2 separate regions of the Mus musculus genome follow, and region 2 is linked to region 1. A link is a contact called in public promoter capture Hi-C data. All regions are on one chromosome and are shown on one strand. Each heading gives the region's core, a stretch centred on a gene start, on an enhancer-like site or on the middle of the called end of the contact. The rest is flanking DNA. Distances are from core to core; before and after follow the strand shown.

Region 1 (5,042 bases), core at 1,287-3,786:
TTTTAGTGTCATATTAGAATGGTGGCGCACGCCTTTAATCCCAGCACTTGGGAGGCAGAGGCAGGTAGATCTCTGAGTTCGAAGCCAGCCTGGTCTACTACAGAGTGAGTTCCAGGACAGCCAGGGCTACACAGAGAAACCCTGTCTCGAAAAACAAAAACAAAAAAAGATATATTCATCAAGATATGCTGGCACATGCTTTTAATCCCAGCACTTGAGAGGCAAAGCCAGGCTGATCTCTGTGAGTTTAAGGCCAGCCTGGTCTACAGAGTGAGATCCTGACTCAAAAAACAAGCAAAAGTATCCAAAAGCCTTCCACACCCCAACCCTAACCCCAACAACAGCCACTGTGTATACATAGTGCCAATGGACATACTATATCTACTGTAAGGTCACTCCTAGCTCAGATATTCTGCATGGCTTATCTCAGATCTTGTCTAATCTTCGGGTCTCTGCCATGCCCAGGTCTTTCACTGTCTGGCCTTCAGCTTGCCCAGGTCCCTGCTGCCATCCCTGGTGCCATCACTTAGGGCATTAACTCTGCTTCTCTCTGTTTTCTCTCTCTCTCTCTCTCTCTCTCTCTCTCTCTCTCTCTCGCTCAGCTCCTTTCTTATTTGCCCTTCGATGACCTGAAAATCTCCGGCAAACCACTGCTATGTACTGACTGAAGCTCGGATGGGTCCCCACCGCTTCCCACCTGGAAGCTGGATCCGCAGCTGCTGCAGTTGGGACCCAAGCAATGTCGCCCCTCTGCTGATGCTGGTCCTGGGGCTAGCATAGTCCTAAAATGAGATGAAGGATTGCAGACGAGGAAGAGCCGATCTGGAAGGAAGGACTTCCCAAGTGGCCTGGATGGAGATTCTTGAAAGACCCTCGAAGCCACTGGTATCCTGAAGGAAGCCTCCTTGCTTCTGTTGAAGATGGCATGGGCTGAAATTGCCAGCTACCTGGAAAATGGGGATGAGCAAACTGACCCGAGGGGTCTCACCTAAAATACCTTTGTGAGTGTGTTTGGCACTGGGGTGTGAACCTAGAGCCTCCCCAGCGGTAGGCAAGCTTACTATCATGGAGCTGTGTCCCCGGCCCTCTTTTCATTTTTTATGTTGTGATGGGATCTCAATGAGTTGCCAGAGATGGCCTGGAACTCACTCTATAGCCCAGGCAGTCATCTTTGAACTGGGAACTTCCTGTCTCAGCCTCCTGAGTAGCTGGGATTATAGGTCTGGTGGCAGCGGGCCACCGCAAAGTTATCTAAAGACTTCAAACATAAGGCTCCCAACTGAACCTTTGCAGTTATTCTAATATGACACTAAAATGGAAGAGAGGGGCTTTAAAAAAAACAACAACAACAACGTTTCCCTTCTACAGTTGTATGCATAGGCAGGCCTGACTCTCGGGTAAAGGCAGAGAGAAGGAAACAAGCCCTGAGCAAGCACAGGGCCTTGCTGGGTATGGTAGGAGACCTAAGTGGTTCCTGCCACCACAGGCACATCTCCTTCATGTGGAAATGCCCAGGGCTGGAGAGTGAGGAGGAAGAATATGGAGACACACACGTGTCCCTGGAGAAGTTTGAGGACATTGATCACAAGAGAGTTGCAACTTTCCTCCCCCACCCAACCCCCTTAGACTCCACACACTGAGGGCCCTGCTAGGTCATGCACGAAGAAGGAGAAGAAATAAATCAACATACTTTCCGATGCTTAGCGCTTATAAGCACTAAGCAAATGCATCCTGTGAGTGAGACAGATATTAAAGGCATAAACAACTAAATATGTGGTTATACGTTGCAATGGGTGACTGGGAAGGAAGAAAACCGTTAGCAGGAAGGAGGACAATGGAGTGGGCGAAGGATCATCCTCTGGGAAGCTTCAAGCAGGTGTCGTTGAAATTGCGATTTAGGATGAGCAAGGGGAAAGACAGCATTGGGGAAGGCCTCCGATGAATTAAAGGAACTGAAAACAGGCCAACAGGACTCTACAAGGTTGGGCAAGTGGGCGAGGAGGACGCACCAGGTCATACAGAGCCTAGAAGGTCACAATCACAGGTACTAAGGGGATGATTACTGATGCAGCCAAAAAAGGAAGAGACATCATTGTTTAAAAACTAACGCCGGTTCTGGTGGCGCAGGCCGGTAGGATTTGCTGAAGGAGGCAGAGGCAGGAGGATCTGGAGTTCGAGGCCAGCCTGGGATACAGCGTGAGTTCCAGGACATCCAGGGCTACACAGAGAAACCCTGTCTCGAAAAAAAAAAAAAAAAAACACCAAAACAAAAAACAAAAAAACCGTAATGTAAGAGGAAGTACTGGGTCTCAGATACTCAAAATCCTAGTCCACTAGATGGCAATGGTCATCATCACTCTGTGTGGGTTGGGTTGGGTTGGGTTGATGGCTGTGACCAAGCAAGCTGGGAAAGGGAGGGAGTCCCAACTGGAGTTCCCCAGGGGAACCGGGCTTGGTCTGCCTCCGGGCCGCGTGGGGTCGCTGTGGCCGGAGTGTCGCGAAGGGGGCTGAGGCGGGGAGGAGGCGGGAAGAGCGCAGCACTTCCGCTGGCTGGCTGACTGGCTGGCTGCTGGAGCGGGCGGCAGAGGGAGCGGAGGGAGCGCGCGGCCCGGGGGACTCACATTCCCCGGTCCCCCCTCCGCCCCACGCGGCTGGGCCATGGACGCCAGGTGGGGGGCTCGGGCAGCCATGGCCCACGTGACCGAGACCCCGGGGCCACGTGACCGAGACCCCAGGGCTCCGGAGGCGGGGTGGGGGGTCCTCCAGCCGCAGATCCGCGTGGCACTGTTGGGAGCCCCGTGTGGATGGGCACGCGGCATGTGGCCTACGCTCCTCGCGGGGCTTCGGGGATTGTCGCGCGTAGGGGGATGAGGGACAGTGGCGCTTCGGAGAGGGAAGGGGGTGGGGGTTGCCTGTGGCCTGAGCTGCCCGCGCGCTGAAGGGAACAGAGGCGACCTATGTGGCTGGACAGGCGGGGCCGTCCCCGAGAAGGGAGGAGGTTCTGCCTGGCCTGCGCCGGACCCCCTGAGAGAGAGGGAGAGAGAGGCTCTTTGTCCGTCCCTCTGGGCTGCAGCGGAGGGGGCGGGGAGGCCACTGGGCACTTCCCTGGTACAGTCCCCTCCGGAGGGCAGAGAGGCGGAAGAGCTGCAAACCTAATCGTTGCTTCGGCTGTCCCAGCAGATGGTGGGCAGTAGTGGTACTCGCCACACTCCCTTCCTTGGGAGCAGGTGGAGAGTCACCCGAAGCCCCTCCGCAGTCCTGGACACAGCTGTGGCTCTTCCGCTTCTTGTTGAATGTAGCGGGCTATGCCAGCTTTATGGTACCTGGCTACCTCCTGGTGCAGTACTTAAGACGGAAGAACTACCTGGAGACAGGTAATGTGGCCAGAGGGTGGGGAGATGAGGGAAGTCTGGTTGCAGGTGTTGGCAGAGCGGGACTTGGGCCGGGAGGGAGGCCAGTAAGTCAGACACCGGATCGGGCTGGCTGCTCTGCAGAGGTTGTGGACCTTGACTGTGTCTTCTTCAGGCAGGGGTCTCTGCTTCCCCCTGGTGAAAGCCTGTGTGTTTGGCAATGAGCCCAAGGCTCCTGATGAGGTTCTCCTGGCTCCGCGGACAGAGACAGCGGAATCCACCCCGTCTTGGCAGGTCCTGAAGCTGGTCTTCTGTGCCTCGGGTCTCCAGGTAAGAATACAGGCTCCCCTTCTCTTCCCCAGCTGGGTACAGACAGCCCCTGACTTAAACCAAATTTTCCCTGCCCACCCCAAAGGTTTGTTAGTTTGGGTCTGGTTTGTGTCCCTACAGGACACAGCCCAGTCCTGAAAGTGAACTTCCAGCGCTTCCTTCAACACCTGTATTGAAATGAAAGTTCACTGTACACACGCATGTGTTCATGCGCACGTCCACGCGCGCGCGCGCGCACCCATGCAATGGCTTCTACAGTGTGGAAGAAGGCCTGCCTGAGTTGTATTTTTTTTCCCTATGCCCATATTCTGCTCTGTCTGTATGTTGTATCTGAGTGTGAATTTGAGGAATTGCTGGCTAAACATATCTCCAGAGCTGCTTCCCACATTATTATTTTGAGACAAGGTCTCACTCTGCAGCCCTAATTACTCCAGAACTCACTATATAGACCAGGTTGGTCTCCAGCTTAGAGATCCCCCTGCTCTACAAGTGCTAGGATTGATGACCCACCACACTGTTTTGACAGAGTTTCACAGGCTCAGACAGGCCTTGAACTTTCTTTTTTTTCTTCGCTGTTTTTCCAGACACAGTTTCTCTGAGTGGCTCTGGCTGTCCTGAAACTTGCTCTCAATACCAGGCTGGCCTCAAATCCAAACGCCTCTGCCTCCAGAGTGCTGGACAGAGTGGGTTAAAGGCATGTGCCACCACCACCCAATGCAAGCCTTGAACTTTCAACCCTCCTGCTTCTTCCTTCCAAATAGCTGGGGTGACAGCGTGTACCACCATGCTTGGCTTTCTCCAAAATTTTGTCAGTAGGATTTCTTTGAGTGAGGCTATCACAGGGCATTCAGAGTGGGAGCCAACTCACCTTAGATATATGTTGAATTGAAGTGTCCAGCCACCCCCACCCCCAGCTTCCAAACATCCCAGTTTCTTTTTGAGTTAGTTCAAACTAAATAAAACTCTTTATATGGTATGTGGAGCCAGCTCTAATGGATTTGCATCATGAAAGAGGACAGTGTTTGGTCTTAAAGCAGATGTCATGGTGTCTGCAACTCCATTTGATTCCCCCATAAAATGAGCTAAAGCTTGGGAAAGAAGGCCCCTCCCTCAGAGGAACCAAAAGTATGGTGTCAGTTACATCTGATGCTACCAACTCTGAGGAAGTAGGAAACAGACTTCTGCCTTTCCTTCTATACTGTCGCTCTTCTCTGCCCTCCCTCTTCCAGGTGTCCTATCTGACTTGGGGCATACTGCAGGAAAGAGTGATGACTGGCAGCTACGGGGCCACAGCCACATCACCAGGAGAGCATTTCACAGACTCCCAGTTTCTGGTGCTGATGAACCGTGTGCTGGCGCTGG
Region 2 (5,042 bases), core at 1,151-3,650, 920 kb after region 1:
CGTATGAGTGCATGTCAGTGTGCACAGGTGTCGGGAAGGAACCAGAAAGATGAACTTCTGCCAAGCCAATACAGGATTTGGAACCAGCATCCTTCTCATCTTTGCTCTCTGCCCTACTCCAACCATGACCCTGGGGAGCCACACACAGGAGTGGGGGGAGTCATTCAGGCTGGGGACTGGGTATAAGAGAGATGGAAAGGGGGTGGGCACTGTATGAGTCTGATTCTCCTTGGGATGGCTAAGCTGACAGCCTGATAAGGGCAGGGAGGGTTGGGAGGGCACTGAGACAGCCTTTCCCCAGGTCACTGGGATACCACGGGGCATATGAAAAGAATGCATCTCCATGAGGAAAGATGCTATCAGTCTTCATAGCTTTGTTGTGAAATGACTGAACTGAGTCCCTCTGATCCTTACAATGCTAGGGCTGTGGGGCAGCAGGAGTTTGGAAGAAGGTAGAGACATGAGAAAGATGGGAAGAGATGGAGTAGAGCTTTGGAATATAGGTCGGGGACAAGACTGAGGCAGCTGGCCATGGTACCACACTCCTGGGATCCCAACACTCTGGAAGTGGAGGAAGAAGGGTGAGGAACTCAAGATTAACCTTGGCTACACACCAAGTTCAAGGCCAGCCTGGTCTACAAGATATCCCAAATATAAACAAGAAAAAAAATTAAACAAACAAAGACTGGAGAAAGCAATGGAACTTGTGTGGAGGAGACCTTAGCTGGAACCAATTGTAGCTTCGCCTGTAGTGTGCAAGAGGCCATGGGCCACAGCGGGGGCAGTGGGAGTTAGATTTTGGCGGGGGCGGGGGGGGGGGAGAGCTCAGTGGTTGAATACATACCTAGCATGTTTAAGGCGCCAGTTTCAACTCCCAACATCATCTTTAAAAAAATTAATAAAAAGGGGGGCTGCGGGCCTGCCAAGACCATTCTGTGGGAAAAAGCCCTTGCCATCCGTTTTGATAACCCACGATTGATTCCTGAGACCCTTGTGGTCAAAAGAGGGAAGCTGCTCCTGTAATTTGTCCTCTGACCTCCACATGAGCACTGTGGCAGGTGTGTACCCTCTACGCACAAAATAAGCAAATAAAATGTGATCAGGGGGTGAGGGGTTGAGTACTTGCTAACAAGAAGTACAAGGCCCTACATTCAGTCCCCAGTACTGAAAAGAAGAAGGAGAAGAAGGAGAAGAAGGAAGAAAATTGTTGAGCAACCTAGGTGGGCGTCTCAGTCCTGCCTAGTGTGGCTCTGCAGGTGGATGAAGAAACTCTGTGTGCTGTTCACACTTGGTACTCAAGGAAATCTTAAAGGAATGGGTGAGGAGAGAAAAGTAGGACCCGGCCATCCTGTCCACCTCCCTTCCCAGGGGATGCTTCCGAAGAGCCCACTTAGCCCAGATTGGGTTGACAAGCTTGGCTGACCAGCTACTCAGGTCCCTTTGTGTGTGTGTGTGTGTGTGTGTGTGTGTGTGTGTGTGTGTGTGTGTGTGTGTAGGCATGGCTGTGTGCATGCATGAGAATGTGGGCCAAGTGGCAAGAGCAAGCAAGCTAAGTGCTTCGGAGCTTATCGTGGTTTGGGAGCAGAAGAGTTGATGTGCGGCTCTTCAAGGCGTGAGGCCGGAATGTGTGGGAATCTCAGAGTCCAGGTTAGGAGAGGTGAAGCCACGAGGAACAGGAGAAAAGAGGTCTGGAGGAGAGTGCAGCGAGCAGGGTAAGTCGGAGTGACAGGAGGAGGGGAGGAGAGAGGAGGTAAGTAAGACAAGAGACTGGCGGAGATCATGGTGGCAGGGACAGTGACAGGACCACGGGAGGGGCTTCTGGGCACGGCTGGGAAGTAAAAGGGAAGCTGGTAGGGACTGAGGATGGAAGAGAGGGTCTGGAGACATCTTCACGACCTGCCAGAGGTGACAGGAGGGAAATCACAGGGACAAGGGACGCGGGGTTGGAGGGTGGGTCTGTGCGGGGGCTGGGAGCCGCTCCAGGCCTCGGGCTGTGGCCCAGGGAGTGTAGGCCGGCGTCCCGGCTCCTAGCGGCAGCGGCGACGACCGCTGCGGGACAGGAGCCGAGCCCTGGGAGGTGAGCCCGGCGGGAGGCCCGATGTACCCCAGGAGGGACCCCCGGCCCACCCTCCCGGCCCCGCCCCGCCTCACCTGCTCGGTGTCCGCTGCGGCTGCGGCTGCGGCTGCGGCGGCGGCGGTGAAGGCAGCGGCGCGGGGCGGCGCATCCCCCGGGGCCGGGGCGGGGCGGGGGCGGCTCAGTGCAGCGCTGGGCGGCCCGCTCCCTCCGGCGGTGGCGGCGGCGGCCTCCCGACCGCGACCATCCCGGCCCGGCCCGGCCCGGCCCCGATCCTCCTCGGGCGACGGCGGCGGCTGCGAAGTGGGGAGCTGCCCACAATGCACTGCGCCGCCAGCATCAGCACCAGCCCTGACATCACCGCCCCACCGCCCTGGCCCTTACATCACTGCCGTTTTTTTTTTTTTTTTTTTCCTGACATCACGTTCCACTCTGCCCCCCTAGACTCTGCCCGGGAACTCTCATATGGTCTCGTTACAGCTACCAGGTTCTCTTAACTGATCTATGCCGTTCACTTGACCATAGGCTCCTTCCTTACCTGTTCCCAGAAACCTCTCTTGTCTCCATCACCTTTTATCTCCCCCACTTCGCAGAATATCTCCTTTACTCCTTGCCTGACCCCACTAGACTCACCTGGTCCCCGATTCCATCCTCCACATAGCCACTGTACTTCCCTCTTAAGCCTTCTCCTCAACCTGTGCCTGTCCTTCCCATATGGCTCTGTCACGATCTCTCCTAACAGCATCCCACATCTGGACATACTACCCCTCATCTGTAACCCTCTCCTCATCAAGTTCTTGCTTGCCTTTTCTCCTGGTTTACCTTCTCTTTCTTAGGCCCTTTCTTCCAACTGTTGACAGACTCAATCACTGTTTCTTATTGCTTACCAAATAAGATACACACTCTTTACTGTGACATTAAAAACTCTTTCCAACATATGCCCATAAGGCTATTACTCTCCTGACAGATGGGGATTACTCAATATTCTCAGAGTATACTCTGCGCTTTGCCTCTCTCGGTTCCTCCCCTGTTGCTTATACCCTCCACGAATGTAGAGGGAGCATCTTCAACAACAATAATAATAGCAGCAGGTACACCTGCCAGACACATTAACTTTTGTAATCTTTATAAGTATCTTAGAAAGAAAGATCACTCACTGTGCAAGCTTAAAGACCCGAATTTGGTTCCTAGCACCAGAGTTAAAGGCCAGGAGCTGTGGTGGGTGTCTCCAGACCCAGCTCGGGGGAAACAGACAGTCAAATCCTCAGAGCTTTTTGGACAATCTAGCTCCAGGTTCAGTGAAAGAAGAGACCCTATAACAAAGCAATAAAGAAGAGAACACACACACACAGAGACAGAGAGAGAGACAGAGACAGAGAGAGATACAGAGAGAGACAGAGAAAGGGACAGAGACAGAGAGAGACAGACAGACACAGAGAGACAGACAGAGAAAGAGTGAAAAAGCTGGCAAGATAACTTGATAGGATAAAAGTGTTTGCCTCAGAGGCCTACCTGACAACCTAAGTTCTGTTCATAGAACTCGTAGTGGAAGGAGAGAGGCAATGACTACAAAGTTGTCTCTGACTTTCACATATGCACTAAAGCATGGGCACACCTGGCACACACAGGCCCACACTCAGATATACAAATCATGCACACACACATAATAATAATATAACAATAATAATACATTTTAGCCGGGCAGTGGTGGCTCACGCCTTTAATCCCAGCACTTGGGAGGCAGGGGCAGGTGGATTTCTGAGTTCCAGGCTAGCCTGGTCAACAGAGTAAGTTCCAGGACAGCCAGGGCTATACAGAGAAACCATGTTTCAAAAAACCAAATAATAATAATAAGCCGGGCGTGGTGGCACACACCTTTAATCCCAGCACTTGGGAGACAGAGGCAGGTGGATTTCTGAGTTCGAGGCCAGCCTGGTCTACAGAGTGAGTTCCAGGACAGCCAGGGCTATACAGAGAAACCCTGTCTCGAAAAACCAAAATAAATAAATAAATAATAACAATAATACATTTTAAGAGAAAGATGAAATGTTTTCAGGAAAGTAGATGCCACTGAAATCATTGTGTTAAGTGAATAAGCAGACTCAAAAAGACAGATACTTTATGTTTTCTGTCAAATGTAGGACCTCGTCTGGCAGTGTAGAAAGGAGCCTGAGGCCAAACCATGGTTTAAGGTGGAAGAAGAGAAGCAAGTCCCAAAGGTTGCCCTCTGACCTCCACACACGCTCCATGGCATTGAAGCACACGTGTGTGCACACATGCGAAAGCATTTCTAAAATTGTGTGTGTCGTGAAACAAGAAAGCAGCCCATGAAAAAGGTAGAAGAGATCCTAAGGGAGTAGAGAGGGTGATGGAGTAGGTATGTGTGATAAGGAAGCAGAGGGGGAATTGGAGGGAAGAAAGGGGTCCAGGCAGGGGGGACAATTCATAAGACGAGGGCAGTGGGGCAGATACTGAACAAGAACAAAATATAGTCACACATACGTACAAAACGACGCCATGCAATCTCTCCCTTCATATGCTAACCTTTAATAAGAAAGGGTGGGGCAGAGACACAGCTGTTCAAATGCTTGCTACTCAAGCAGGAGAACAGAGATTCATCACATCAAACCGCCATGTGAAAGACAAAACAAAGCTAAGTCTACAGTGTGGGCTGGAGTCCCAGAGCTGCTGTGTGGTGACTGACTAGCTAGTCTAACCAAACTGGGGGTGGGAGAGGGGGCTCCGGGTTCAATGAGATACTCTCTCAACAAACAAGATGGAGAGCCATTGAGGAAGATACCTGAGATCAACCTCTGGCCTCTATAAGAGCATACACACACACACACAAACAGAGAGAGAGAGAGAGAGAGAGAGAGAGAGAGAGAGAGAGAGAGAGAGAGAGAGAGAGCAGAAACACAGACAGACACACAGACACACACAAACAGACACGCAGATATGCAGACATGCA

Evidence for each region. Promoter capture Hi-C pulls out the DNA fragments that hold promoters and counts their contacts.
Region 2: a contact with region 1 is called in a promoter capture Hi-C map of hippocampal neurons, with 2.0 times the contacts expected there. The contact joins the promoter of Ttbk1 here to the promoter of Slc35b2 in region 1. A contact is called at or near these places in 6 of 39 promoter capture datasets (the 3T3-L1 cell line, the C10 cell line, embryonic stem cells and 3 more), 1 of 484 Hi-C or Micro-C datasets (B cells) and 2 of 115 datasets of contacts at active chromatin or transcription factors (bone marrow-derived dendritic cells and large pre-B cells).

Annotation. Positions count from the first base shown.
Region 1 is chr17:45,561,400-45,566,441 of GRCm38.p6, forward strand. It overlaps Slc35b2 (solute carrier family 35, member B2), which reads left to right and starts at 2,537. Exons shown (of 4, transcript NM_001357105.1): 1 at 2,537-2,669; 2 at 3,181-3,374; 3 at 3,526-3,680; 4 at 4,910-5,042. The coding sequence starts at 2,659. Nfkbie (nuclear factor of kappa light polypeptide gene enhancer in B cells inhibitor, epsilon) reads left to right here. Exons shown (of 6, transcript NM_008690.4): 6 at 603-1,770. The coding sequence ends at 668.
Region 2 is chr17:46,485,275-46,490,316 of GRCm38.p6, forward strand. Ttbk1 (tau tubulin kinase 1) reads right to left here and starts at 2,401. Exons shown (of 15, transcript NM_001162864.1): 1 at 2,152-2,401.